2 separate regions of the Mus musculus genome follow, and region 1 is linked to region 2. The links are chromatin contacts, called in public Hi-C maps. All regions are on one chromosome and are shown on one strand. The core of a region is the stretch at or near the end of the contact, and the rest is flanking DNA. Distances in the headings are between cores, read along the strand shown. Region 1 holds the start of Ccl1 (chemokine (C-C motif) ligand 1). Region 2 has its middle 13 kb from the start of Ccl12.

Evidence for each region. Hi-C and Micro-C count contacts between places; a contact is called where the count stands out from the background.
Region 1: a contact with region 2 is called in a Hi-C map of bone marrow-derived macrophages, with 47 read pairs. The contact joins the promoter of Ccl1 here to the enhancer-like site in region 2. A contact is called at or near these places in 1 of 39 promoter capture datasets (3T3-L1-derived adipocytes), 5 of 15 datasets of contacts at CTCF or cohesin (CD8 T cells, the NIH/3T3 cell line, hippocampal excitatory neurons and 1 more), 21 of 484 Hi-C or Micro-C datasets (the AML12 cell line, the BV-2 cell line, the C2C12 cell line and 15 more), 5 of 115 datasets of contacts at active chromatin or transcription factors (the NIH/3T3 cell line, bone marrow-derived dendritic cells, bone marrow-derived macrophages and 2 more) and 3 of 9 other capture datasets (adipose tissue, bone marrow-derived macrophages and embryonic stem cells).

What each region holds. Positions count from the first base shown.
Region 1 is chr11:82,174,510-82,181,943 of GRCm38.p6, reverse strand. It overlaps Ccl1 (chemokine (C-C motif) ligand 1), which reads left to right and starts at 2,132. Exons shown (of 3, transcript NM_011329.3): 1 at 2,132-2,275; 2 at 3,811-3,925; 3 at 5,033-5,278. The coding sequence starts at 2,200. The coding sequence ends at 5,120.
Region 2 is chr11:82,085,691-82,092,552 of GRCm38.p6, reverse strand. No RefSeq gene overlaps it. Among named protein-coding and RNA genes, the nearest start is that of Ccl12, 13 kb to the left of the region's middle. Within about 2 kb of position 4,337, at least 6 of the 459 cell types and tissues checked have an H3K27ac peak or open chromatin away from gene starts, as enhancers often do. A contact at or near this core is called in bone marrow-derived macrophages and granulocyte-monocyte progenitors, where this site is marked.

The sequences.
Region 1 (7,434 bases), core at 883-3,382, 92 kb before region 2:
AGTAATTTTAATGACTTTGTGGGTGGCAGGAAGCAGTAGGGGTCTGACTGGCATGGGTCCAGCTGTGTAAAGATCATGAGCTGATCTTATTCTTAGATACCCAGGGCTCGAGTCTCTGCCTCCTATGCCACCCCCATTCTCAATATAGCATCAAGCCCAAGACTTCCCTCCTCGTGAAAGTCACCCTCCCACCCTCCATACTGTGGAGATTTTATCTCTTGGTGCTTTGACAATTGCCTGGAGTTTTCTCCTCACAAGTACAGGCACTTGAGTTTTGATTCTGACTCTGAAATGGAGCCAAGATATTCCCAGTTTCGACAAAGCTCCCTCAGGAGTGCCAAGAGTCATCACTGCCAAAGGTCTTGAAAAGCTCATTCAGCTCAGACATGCCACGGTAGCACGGAGCGAGCCTCAGTGGAGAGATGCGGGAAGACAAGGACTTCCGATTGCCATCCAGGCACAGGGGCTTAAAGGAGGCTGAGATTTGCCCGCAGGGGTTGGCAAATGACTTTTATTGGAGGAAGGGTGTTTGAAATGAGCAGATTGGGCACAGAGGGAGTTGGCTGGGAAGGTGGTCAGGTCGATGTTACAGTAAGGATGAGATGGTGGATATAGGAGAGCAAAATGGATGACTGAAGCTTGACTATTTGGGAAGAGTTCTAACTATCTAGTAGTTACACTCAGTTGGCAACAAACACTGAAGGTTTTTCAGTTGCACAGGCTAAGGTCAACATAGGTTAGCATAGCCAACCCACTGTGTATAGGCCCCATGATGCCAATGCCAGAAAGCTTAGCTGCTTTTTCTTGAGGGCCTCCTATGAGCTGCTTATCCCAAGTACTGCCCACTGCATATACTGTTTTTATCTGGCTGCACAACCCCATCTGCATCTACATCCCATGCTCTAGCTTTCTCCATGATGCTGAGTGAAGGGTGTTCCTCTGTACTTGGCTTTTCCAGACTCCTTCCCCTGCCTGACGTGCTGTCTTCACAGCAGCCTGCAGGACATGGTACTTATAGAACACTGTCTGGAAAGGGTCCTCTGAAGTCCCTGGGTGTCCCCAACATTCTCCTGTGCCCCCCACATGACAGATCTGTCTTGAATGAGCCGTTGTTGTGTTGGATGGCTCTCCATGGCTTGTCTATAGGTTGAAGCAAGATGGCTCAGGTCAGGCTTTGCCCCCATTGGCAATTGTCCCAAGGGTAACCAAGCAAGGGTCTGGATCAGAGTAAGCTGTGAAAGGGCTGGGGAACAAAGAAATAAAACTAATAGCAAATGTGTTGGCCAAACGTTAGACAGACAGGATCAACCTGTGGTATGTGTGTGTATGTGTGTGTGTGTGTGTGTGTACATGTATGTAGGTGTGCATACATGTGTCTATGTGCATGTGAACGACTTTGCTTTTTGAGATAAGTTCTCTCCCTGGCCTGGAGGTCTCCAACTAGGCTCAGCGGGCAAACCAGGCAGCTCCAGGGATCAGCCGGTCAGCCTCTCCAGCTCTGGGGTTACAAGATCATTCCACTACCCCTGCTCTGTATGCGGGTTCTGGGAATCAAACTCTGGTCCTCACACTTGTGTAGCAGGTACTTTGCTGACTGAGCCATCTCCCCAGCTCTGCATTTCATTCTTACCACCCGGATTTGAGATGTGTTACTAGTTCCATTTTGTAGGGATGTGCAGCTTAGAGAAGTTTGTGCAATGGCTGATTGGCAGAGCCAGAACCCAGACACAAGCTCCATTTGATGCAGATTGTACCTTCTCTGCTCTGTCCTTCTCCAAGGCCTGTAGCTGCTTTGAATGGAATGATGTGGGTTAGACAAGCTGTGTACGGGCCACTTCCTCTCTCTCTCTCACCTTTTTTGACTTTCCACTCAGCCAGGACAGCTCCCACGTATTTTGTCAAGAACGTAAAGATTGGTATCTGCTTCTGCACTTGGGGAAGTTCCCAAGGCCACTAGGCACCCAAACATACCTCGAATACGCCCCCCTCCTCCCAGGAGAGGTGAGAAAAGGAGTTTTCCATGTGGCCATTGGGTATGAGTTCCTTTTCCCTGGGACTCCCACCTCTTCTCCATGGTCTGGGAAAGCACCCCGGGCCTTCTGATAAAAGCTCAGTACAGGGTGAGGCAGGAGAGAGTTCTTGGCTCCACCAGACATTCGGCGGTTGCTCTAGAGAGGCTTGAGACAGAAACTTATCACCATGAAACCCACTGCCATGGCACTGATGTGCCTGCTGCTGGCTGCCGTGTGGATACAGGATGTTGACAGCAAGAGCAGTGAGTAATGGGGTCCTAGTGCTTGGGCCCAGGGAGGGGAGATGTATAGGCAGGCACTCTGGGCTGGGAACAGAGCTTACCTAGACATCATTGGCTTCATTTCTGTCCCTATCTGGAGATGAATGGCGGGCAGTAATGGGATAGGGACGCTGGGCGTGGAGGAAGGTTATGGACTGGGAGCACACATCTACTTCGTGGTGGGGAGCTCAGACCTGAAACCCATTCCTCTGATTCTTTTGCTAATCCTAGAACTAGGTGGCTGCAGAGACAGACCTGGGCCAGCATCCTCTTGATGGGGTTCCAAGACTGGCCCTGTTCTGGGAGGAGCTTCTCCTTCTCCTTCTCCTTCTCCTTCTCCTTCTCCTTCTCCTTCTCCTTCTCCTTCTCCTTCTCCTTCTCCTTCTCCTTCTCCTTCTCCTCCTTTCTCCCTTCTCCTTTCTCTTCCTCCTCATCCTCCTTTCTCCCTTCTCCCTTCTCCCTTCTCCTTTCTCCTTTCTCCTTTCTCCTTTCTCCTCCTCCTCCTCCTCCTCCTCCTCTTCATCCTCCTCCTTCTAGATGAAGTGGCTTTAGTGTGTGGAAGATAATTTTGATCCTCACCCTACAGACAACTGGAAGGGCCTATGGGGTTGTTTAAAACAAATTAGGATCCCTGAAGTCCAGAGGAGGGACTAAGACTGATTTCCAGTGTGACAGATGACAGGCAGGGGCTGAAGGAAGGACCACAGGAGTGAACAGCCAGATAACTATTATATCTCTTAAAGATGTTTTCTGTATGGATAAACTGGAATCCATGTTCTAGATTGTTCGGAAAATACCAACCTGAGGTCAGGGGACCTGCAAGTTTCTGTGAACAGCGAGACAGGAAGGATCCAGGGTTAGAACACAGGGATGTTGAAGGTGGGATGTGGGAGGAGAGCGTACAAATCAGCAGACTGGGGGTTACTGGTCCCTGAAAGAGGGGAGGGCCAAGGATGGGAATGTGGAAGATTGTGTGGGCGAGTGGACCAGCCACTTTTTGGGAATACCCCCTTTTCCTTCTGAGCCCTTGTGGAGTTCCTCACCCAGCCCCATGTCTGTGAACCAAGAACTACAATGTCCTGCATGCGATGGGATAACAGGTCCTCTAGGATGTGAGGCCAGAGCCCCGAGCTTAAGTACTAGCACAGTACACAGAGCCACGCACTTGTGCTGGGAGACTGGGACTGAAGGGGTTTGTATATGTGGTAGGAAGAGTCTCACCGTATGTGCAGGAGTGTGTGCTGAGCCATGGCTCAGGCAGGCTTGTGGTTTCTGTCCCCACCACCTGCTGGTTTGTAGGGTGCTCACATCTGACGCCCCTCCCCAGTCTTATGATTGTTGTCTCCATCCTAGAAATGTGTTGCTGCTGAGACAGAGCTGCACTGCAGCCCTCGGGATGTGGTCTCCATGCTTGAGTCTGTCCTAGGAAGGACTTGGCTGGTTTTGCTTTTTAATTCTGTTGTGGGTGAGAGGCTATGGTTGCTAATGAATGGTCTTTTTTTGTGCTTTTCTTCTAGTGCTTACGGTCTCCAATAGCTGCTGCTTGAACACCTTGAAGAAAGAGCTTCCCCTGAAGTTTATCCAGTGTTACAGAAAGATGGGCTCCTCCTGTCCTGATCCCCCAGCTGTGGTGTGAGTGAGCCACTAGCCAGGGGAGAGATAATATTGACGGAATTGAGAATAGTACACACTAGATGGCGCTGTTCCACAAGAAAAGGGAGTCTAAACCCAACCAGGCAATCTAAGGTGTAGAGTGACACTAGGGGGCGTGGGGCTTCCCAGGAAGGGGGGGGGGGTCCTGATTTATTTGCTTGAACCCCAAAGTGCCTATGATTAGATCCCAAGCTATATAGCCAGGAAGAAATGTTTAATAAAAGCACAACAGACAAGGCTGGAGCGTTGGCTCAGTGGGTAGTTTGGCTGCTCAAACACGGTGATTTGAGTTCATATTCCCAGCAGGATGGTGTGAGTTTGTAACCCCAGTGCTAGATGAGGCAGAGGCAGGCATAGCCTGTGTGCTTGCTGGCCCTAACAAAGTTCTGTGGGAGATCTTACCTCGAAATGTAGGACAAACAATCCACTAAGGAAGATTTCATAACCACCGACCCCTGGCCACCACACATGTCTATATACCATGAAACACACACACACACACACACACACACACACACACACACACACACACACACACTATACAAACACACACACCACATATACATATCACACACACCACACAAACACACACCACCCACTACACAAACACACATACCACACCCCCCACATACATCCCCACATACACCCCCTATATCACAGAAACACACATACCACACTAACACACACACATACCCCACACATCTCAGACCCTACAAACACACACACACACACACACACACACACACACACACACACACACAGTAGGCCCCAGGCAGACACACAAATATTCAAACCTGGAGCAAGGAGTTGTTCTAGGATTGGGACGTTTCGTCCTAGCTACACATCAGACTGTCCGCCAGCTCCTGTGCTCTGTACCACAAAGGGAATTCTAGTCTCCACGGTAGGCTTCAGGGGTCCCCATTAATAAGCTTCCAATGTAACACAGGCACGCCAGCTTCAGATCTTGTAAAATTTCTTCATTTACAGAGTCAGGAGTTCAGGGGTCCCTGGTCTCACAGAAGCAGAGAAGACTGTTACAGATTCCAGTGAGTGACCAAGGTCCTTGTCCGTGTCTTCTGTTCACAGATTCAGGCTGAACAAAGGTAGAGAAAGCTGCGCCTCAACTAACAAAACGTGGGTTCAAAATCACCTGAAGAAGGTGAACCCCTGCTAACCGGGGTGAAGATGAGCCACCTTCCCATCCCAGCACCAGAGACTGCAGTTTCCCTCAGTCCTCCACCCTCCCACTGCCGCCACCCCTACTGCTGCAGGCTCACAGACCTCAGTCATGTGATAAGCTATGTTATGGTTCTTTATCTGTTTAAAATATGGAATCTTCAACTCCCGCTGCCTCTGTTTCTTGGACTCCATGACGATTTCAGAATTCAGACTTGATTGGCACTGGGGTGGGAACACGGGCTGGAAAGTTGAGCTGGTGCTGTGGGAACCACTGTATAGGATAAGTTTTGATCCCGGCTGTGCAATGGTCTTTAGTAGCCAAAGGAGCCACTGTAGAATAACCAACTGTCCCAGAGCAGGGTTCACATTGAGATGAGAGCCCTTCTTCTTGCCTGCCCTGCCCAAAGTACTTGGGAGTGGCAATGCTAGCCTATTGTTAGCTGGAAGGGATCTTTGTGTTCATTTGCCTGTAAGATGTTGCCAACCTTGTTTTATAAATGAAGTAAGTGATCGGGGTTGGAGAAGGACACAGAATGTTAGGGCCAAAGAGCCAGGCCAGGGGAAGGCATGAAAAGGCTTAGAGGTGTGTAGCAGACCCAGGAAAGAGCCTTTGGGCATAAGTGGGAGGCTCTAGGGAAAGGAGTAGCAGATGGCAGAAGCCTGGTATGAAGCAAGGATCGTAAGCCAGAGAAGTAGGCATTAGAGGCACTGTTCTGGGCACTCACAAGAGCCCAAGCCAGCCAACAGTTAGACTCTGAAGATCATTTTCCTTCCTCCATATTCCACGACCCTCCTGACCCTCTAATGGCCAAGAGCTATCCCTGAAGAAAATGCAGTTTCTGCAAACCACCAGGGGTCCTCCTATTGTGCCCATCCTCCTATTTGCCTGCTTCGAAATCTCACCCTCATAATGTAGGCCAATCCCTGGGACACAGTGTCCTTCTACCTTTCCTGCAGGGACACAGTTCAACCCTGCAAGCTGGATAGAAACCTACTCAGGTTACAAAGGGCAGGCAGGGCCTGGGGTTCATGTGGTCAAGAACCAACTTTCTTTAGACTTTGCTTAAAAAAAAAAATCAGGGCTGGGAGGCTTGTAGAGATGGTTTAGTGGTTAAGAGCACCACATGCTCTTCCAGAGGACTCAGGTTCGATTCCCAGCATTCACATGGCAGCTCACAACTGTCTGTAACTCCAGTTCCAGAGGATCCAACACCATCACACAGGCATATGCAGGCAAAACACCAGTGCACATGAAAGAAAAATAAATAAATAAAATCAGTGGAGCTGAGGGTGCAATTTGATGGCTGAACATTTGTTCAGCATGCACAAACCACAATGTTGAAAGTCCAGCACCATAAAGACACAATAAAAATAGATTATTAGTATTCAAAATACAACCCAAACCACTGAGAATTCAAATGCAGTATCACCGAAGGCATGATGTGTTTTGTATGAAAAACAGTCAAGTTATTCCAGAGTGTAGATGGTAAGGCTGAGAGGAGAGCAAAATTGCTACCTTGAATAGTCTTGCAGGCTCTAAGTATGAGCAGTAGAGCGAAGGTCCTGGAGGGTGAGGCTTTGGTCCGGGTGTGGCACGGTGTCTGGGACCTTTGCCTGAGGTAGGCACAGAGCTCACCGGCTAAAGAGCATTGGATGCTGCTGATGGTGGAGAGCTGCAATTAGAAGACCCCTGGAACCGGTTCACTCACTCTTTCTCTCTGCCTGGCTCACCAACGTGGTGTGTGGGAAAGGGGGACCTCTAGAGGCAGCTGTTTCTCTGCTGTGTGACTCAGCAAAAATCTACCTGGTAGCTGATGAATGCCAGGATGTGAAGAGACTGCAGCCACTAGAGGGCAGGGCACTTGTGGGAAGTTGCCAAGCCTCTCCTGGGCACTTCTGTACTACAAGAATGTGGAGACTTTGACATTATCTCCCCAGCCTCAGGCTCCAGGCCATCTGGCATCTATGTTCTGAGGCAAAGCTTACACAGGACAGTGTATTAGTAAGGGTTCCCTAGAGTCACAGAACTTATGGAATGTCTATATATTAAGGAAATTTATTGTAATGGCTTACAGTCTGCAGTCTAACTAACCAAACAATGGGCAGCTGTGAGGAAAGTCCAAGAATCTAGTTGCTCAGTTCTACAATCCTAGTAGTTTCAGCTGGTCTTCTGTATAAGCTGGGATCCTGAAGAAGTAGGTTCCAACAGATGTGCTGGCAAGTAAGTGGAAACAGGCAAAGAAGAGTCTTCCTTCTTCCATTGTCCTTAGGTAGGCCTCCAGCAGAAGGTATGGCCCAGATTCAAGGTG
Region 2 (6,862 bases), core at 3,088-5,587:
CTGCCTTTACAAGTGTCTAGCTAGTTCTCTCTATATAATCTATCTTTGTACAACTGTCTTGGTAAAACTGCCTTCCCCTCCCCCTCTCTCTGCACTGTTCTCTTAAGTAGCTTCCCTTTCTTCTCCCTCTCCTTGTGAGAGTTGAACAGATCCTAGTCAGTCAACTCTTTTTCTGATTCATCACTTTGTCTGACATTCAATTAGACATCACTGTCAAATATGGATGCTTCTTTCTACAAACTAGCATTCTCTTCATAGTTTGGGGTTAAAGGTATGTGCTAAAAGCATATTTATATTCCAATCACAGGGATTAAAGGTATGTGCAAAGGGCTAAGCCATATCACAGCTAGAAACAGATATTATCAGTAAGTAACACAATCTTGGGGTTTACAGTGTGATCAAATATCCTGCAACATAGCATCTGCTGCAAAGAGAAGCTTCCCTAGTTAGAGTTCAGAGGTATGAGCGTCTATGGGTATAAGGATCAGTCTTTAGAAGTTGATTAAATTCTATGTCTACTTAGAAGCAAGTTCTACTCTAGGGTTTATGACTTACCTAGTCTCAGGGTTTTGTCCCTTTTTAACAGTGCCAGGCATAAGTTCTGTCTTTTGGAGAAGATTTTAAATCCACTTAGAAAGAGGTTGGTTACCTCCATAATATCCACACTACTACTATACAGGTGTGGGGATATGGTGTCAGGACCGTCATTACTATAATTTGCAGGATTCACATTTGAGCCAAACTAATGATTACAATTTTTTCTGAGCAGAGTGCATAGAATCATCTAGAACTATCTTTTCTTCGGAATGGCAGCATTTCTTCTGAATATATTTTGAAATGAACATTGTCCTCTGTCTCTGCTAGAACCATGAAAGAATATTTGTGTGATTTCTAGAGCCCCTAGACATAAAGTTTGTGAGAGGGTTGGGACTCACTTCTTCATCTGGTGGGGAATTAGCTCCTGTACAGTTCCATTTGTAAGACCTAGCAGTTTGCTAGCTGAGGCTCAGTCTCCTAACATGTTGTTTTGGCTCGTTGACTCTTGCTTCTGGCAAGCTGTGGTTTTGTGTCCATCCCTGTTCTGGTTACCTTGAAGAGTTCTGGCATATCTAAGAACTGGCAGTCTTCAGTTGATTCAACAATTTTTCTCTTGTTAGACAGGAGTGGTCCTTCCAACTTCTTTCCAAGTAGAGAAGTTGGAAGTCACAGGAAATCATATCATATGTTGTTTTCCTTTCCTATGTTCCTTAGTAGAGCATCTATGCAAATCATTCACCATGTTTAACATGGACTCTGTCTTTTCTTTTTTTTTTTTTTTTTTTTTACTGATTGGCACAAGAATACTTTGGATTGACTTTCTTTCTTAGACTGTGCATCACAAATGCCTCCTTCCAGTCTGTGGAGTTTCCTTTTAACAATGCCTTTCACCAAGCAGAACTTTTCAACAGCAACGAAGTTCATTTTACCACATTTCCCTGCCACGGCTCTTGCATTTTGAGTAATTTCTGATCTGAGATCTCATATTCTCAGTTGGCATGTTAAGACTTCTGACAAACCATTAAGTATGCTTCAATAATCTTGAACTTTAAATGCTCCATAAAGGTCTATATACATCAGCACAGTAATTAATTTATTCATTTTCCATAGACAGGAATTACAAGATTATCTTTTTACCGTTACAAATAGTATGCACGACAAAGCTGATACAACATTATCATTCATGTCTCCATTTAATTCCACAGCTAAGGGATTAATAAATCAAATGTGTGGATATTGTAAAAACCTTTTATTCAGATGATTACGTTGTTGGAAAGCTTGCCCCGACACTAAAATATGAGTCAATTAGTCTTTAGAATGTTGGGCAGCTGTGAAGAAGACATTTATTAGTTAAAAGGTGAAGTTAACCTATGATAATAGAGGTCATATTAGTGGTTTCTGTTGTAGGCACTGATAGAAAAGAACCTGAATTATTCTGAATTTTGATGTATTAATGTCCCAGCTCTCCAATTAAGTAGAGGTAGTAACGATGAGGTTGTATCAGCCTTATCAGAAGGATTATTTGTAATTATGTTGTGACCTGAGTGATGGTGAGATCAGTTGTTTATGCATGTGAAATGCACAGAATGGTGTCTTAAAATACCTGCACCTCTCCACATGTCAATTATACTCTGATCAAAAGTACAGATAATTTGCATAGATTTTATTTGCTCATTTAAGATACAAATTTATTTATTTAAATTAAATCTCCAAGTGTGTATGCAAAAATGTGTACAGGTGCCCAAGGAGATGAGAAGAGGATGTTGTATCCTCTGGAGCTGGAGTGTGTATCAGGAACTGAATTCAGATCCTATACAACATCATATATCTCCTATATAACTGTACTTGCCCTTAACTGCTAATCCATCCCTGCAGCCTTACCACAGGAACATAACCAGTAATTCTTCTAGCCAGAGAGGAACTGGGGATGTTATAGCAAACTGCCTTCTAGTCTGTGGAGATGCCACATGTGTCCTGTGGGTCTGATTCTGCGGAGGTGTGTTGGCTTACCAAACAGATTTATGTATGTTTTTTACTTAGAAATCAAGTCGCTGTCTTCCATAATGCCACCAGAGCTTCACTAGTCTCTTCTGAGCTGCCATAAGCAAGCAGCATTAATAAGTATGAGAAGCATAGCTACAGGGAAAGAAAGGGCTGGCGAGATGAAAAAGGAGTCTTTGTTAAGCAACTTGAGATTAGTCATAATTTAGCCAATAACTTTCCCAGTATGCCTGAGGTAGTCTTTTTAACTTTGATATAAAGGATAACATTCTGACAAGTTTAGTGATGACAGAGAGTTATCAAGTATGTGTCAGCCTTAGAGTCTGGTAGAGGATGGCCAGAAGGTGCTGTAGAAAAATGAAGAGACAAACAGCAATTAAGTTTTAACTTGAGTTAATGAATAGGATGCTGTGATTGACAGACACGTTTAGGTCTGTTGTGGGCACAGCAGCAGACAATGGTACTGCCTATGTAGTTGCCACTCCTGAATTGAATAGTATTCAAGACCCTGGGTATTTGCAAAGAAGCAATTTTTATCAGCTATGAGAGAAACAGAATACCAAAGGGATCAAAGTCTGGATTCAGTTACTAGGAAATCAGGTTAAATTTCTTACTGAAATTAGGATCAGAGCCTGGACCTTGACAGCCCTCTAATAAATCAAGTTCAGTCATTGTCTTAGAATTTCCATTGCTGTGAAGAGACACCACGACCAAGGTAACTCTTATAAAGGAAAACATTTAATTGGGGATGGCTTCAGGTTCAGAGGTCCAGCTCATTATTCTAAGGTTAGAAACATGGCAGCATCCAGGCAGGCATGGTGCTGAAAGAGCTGAGAGCTCTACATCTTGTTCTGAAGGCAAACAGTTGACTGTCTCCTATGTGGCTAGGAGAAGGGTCTCAAAGCCCACCCCCATAGTGACATACCTCCTCTAACAAGGCCACACCTTCTAATACTGCCACTCCCTGGGCGAAGCCAATCAAACCACCACAGGCACACATCCTCGGTAGTCCAATTAACAACACAATCAATAGTGACAAGCAGACAAAAAGGAGATTTACTCACTGGGCAATTCAATCATTGGAAAGATGTCTAGCCAAGCCCACTTTTGGGGTTTTAATATGAACGTTAGATAAAAATAGAAGCTCATAGAGATATATAGAGAGAACAATCCAGGTCAACATGTGAACCTACTTGTCATTCTTGTGTTAACTCCAGTCTTGTCTGCAGGTAACCTGATACACGACAAACCACTTTTCTCAGGAGACAACCACCCCTTCTGGCTGGGCTCAGGATCTCAGTCTTGATCTTTGCCCACATAAGATCCTTGGAGAATTCTCTCTTTCTAGCAATCTAATGTTTCAACACTCTGATAGTCCAAGAGCAGGACTCTTTAGAGTATCCTTTTAGAGTATCTTTTTTTTTTCTATCAGGATAGTTATATTATCTATGTCAGAGAAGGCACGTAACTTCTTTATATTTAATACTTTTAGTTTTATTGCATAGGAATGGGACCCACTGTGACTGTTAAATTATCTGATGCCAAAACTTGCTTTGAAGAATAGGGTATGATGACTGATCAGCACACTAACTGTAACCCATAGCCTGATAAGATAATTATTCATAGATTTATTGGAAGAGAGACCCCGAGCCTATATAAGAGAGCCAACTATAGCTGGATAATGACAGAATGCCTCCTAGAAGTGGACAAGTGAGGTCTTGGGATGCTACCATGACCCACAGGCAGGACAGCCAGGAGGCTTGTAAGATGTAAGAGTTGTATCCTAATGTTGACAGTCACTATGGGCACTAGGATTCTAGTTCCCTGGGCAGTTGTATCTGTCAGTCTTTGAACCCCTTAGATTATGCAACTTCCCTCTCTTGTTTTATTTTTAAACAGAATTCAAGGAATTCCAGTACAAGAAGTTGAAATGAAACTTAAACCATGCAAATTGAGGAGCTCTTCTGTCCAGGGCCCTAGATTGTTCTCCAGTGGCTTTCCAATCTTGAATTAAGATCCGCAACAATTATCTGGGAAAAGCAATGGGCACGATTAGGAACTGACTGGGCTCTCCTGGAAATCAAGCTTTCTGCTTTGATGTTCAGCTCCTTCGCCATTCTCCATTCTCATTGGTCACAGTGTTACAGGATGAGTTGAATGAGGCATTGGCCCTTATTCAACCCTTCACCCTTTCCAATGAGAGAAAGAGTTAGACGGATGAAATGACTTGTGTTAGGCTCTATAGATGCACTATGACAAGTGTGTAACCACATCAAAGCAAATGTCACCATGTAATTAATATCAATTAGAAAGAAAGAAACGGACAGAAAATGATCATATGGTTTCCAGGAAGCCCAAAGACCAACCATTCTGTGCACTAGTTCCCAGACCTGCCTGTGAGGATGCCCTGGGCAAGTATTGATAACGTGGTGGGATTGGTTAGCCATACAGAGAGAGTTTATAGAGATTGTGTCTGGAATTTTCTGGTTTTGAAGTGCTCTGTGTTCCTGGGTAACTTTTAATCAAGACCAATTTTGGAGTCACTGAGCTAGTTCAAAGTTTCATTTACCAATAGTTGGAAGTCAAAGATAGGAAACAATTTCTTCAAAATCACTGTGACAATTGGACATTGAGCCTCCTAATTTGTTCCCTAGTTCCTGGCAAATTCTTTGTTCTTGTGGAATAATTTACAGCTATCAGTTCATGTGACAAGGACAAGCCATCCTGGGCCTCAATGGAAGAAAAATGATTTCAAGGAAGCTTGTTTAACATGTCTTAACAAAGGACATGGGAAACATCCAGTATTTCATCCCCTCAATACTGATCTTTCCCAGTAGAAAAAAATCCTCTGATGACTTGACATGGCTTGCCCAGCTGTACCAAGACAATCAAGTGAGCATACAGGAAAAACAGCTGCCATGTGATTCCAATTAAAGGGCAAGAATCAGGAAGAACACTACAGTGGGGGTGCCCAGAAGCCTCTGAAGCTATATTGTGTGTTATGGTAATGACCCATTCATTATTCTGTTGAATCAGCGGGTTATAACCCTGAAGGATGTTTGAGATAAGGGCTGAGTATGAGAGGTGCACAGACTCTTTTATTATGACAACAAAGAGGTTATCTGGGTGCCAATAAGTGTCTAGTTGTTTCTGGGTCTTTACACATGTTATGGTATGTGCGTGAATGTCCTCTGATCAGCTCTTGAACATTATTAGTGGTTGGATGCAGTGCCATGCATCTGTCTTCCCGAGTGCCCTTGACAGTGTGGATTTCAGGTATTGTACTTCATCCATCTTTGATAACAACAGAGGCAATATAGTTTGAAACATGGATCCAACTAGGGCTGAAAAGGACTTTGTTCAAGTTCTTCACTTCCTAAATGAATGTTATTATCTAAACTTTACTAATAGGGCATGTATTACTCAGAGTTCTCTAGAGGAACAGAACTTATAGAATAGAATATATATAATATATATATATATATGCATATGTATATATATACACATATATGTATACACACATATGTATATATATTTAGAATTTATATATATCTATATATATATATGATTTATTAGAATGTATTCTAAGCTATGGTGTAGCTAGTTCAGCAATAGCCACCTATCTGGTCTTCAGTGTGCATCAGAATCATGAAAAAGTAGGCTGTAATGTCAGTGAAGGAATAGACTTGCTAGTGAGAAGGAGAGCAAACAGGTAGAGAAAGAGCTAACTTCCTTCTTCCATGTCCTTTATACAGGTTGCCAGCAGATGGTGTGACCCAGTTTAAAGGTGCATATTCCCACCTTTAAAATATAGGTTAGAGACGAAAGGATGGACCATCCAGAGACTATGCCACCCGGGAATGACTCCCATAATCAGCCACCAAACCCAGACACTATTGCATATGCCAGCAAGATTTTGCTGAAAGAACCCTGATATAGCTGTCTCGTGTAAGGCTATGCCAGTGCCTGGCAAATACAGAAGTGGATGCTCACAGTCATCTATAGGACGGAACACAGGGCCCCCATTGGAGAAGCTAGAGAAAGCACCCAAGGAGCTGAAGGGGTCTGCAACCCTATAGGTGGAACAACAATATGAACTAATCAGTACCCCCAGAGCTCGTGTCTCTAGCTTCATATGTAGCAGAAGATGGCCTAGTCAGTCATCATTAGGAAGAGAGGCCCCTAGGTCTTGCAAACTTTATATGCCCCAGTACAGGGGAACGCCAGGGCCATGAAGTGGGAGTGGGTGGGTAGGGGAGCAGGGTGGGGGGAGGGTATAGGGAACTTTCGGGATAGCATTTGTAATGTAAATAAAGAAAATATC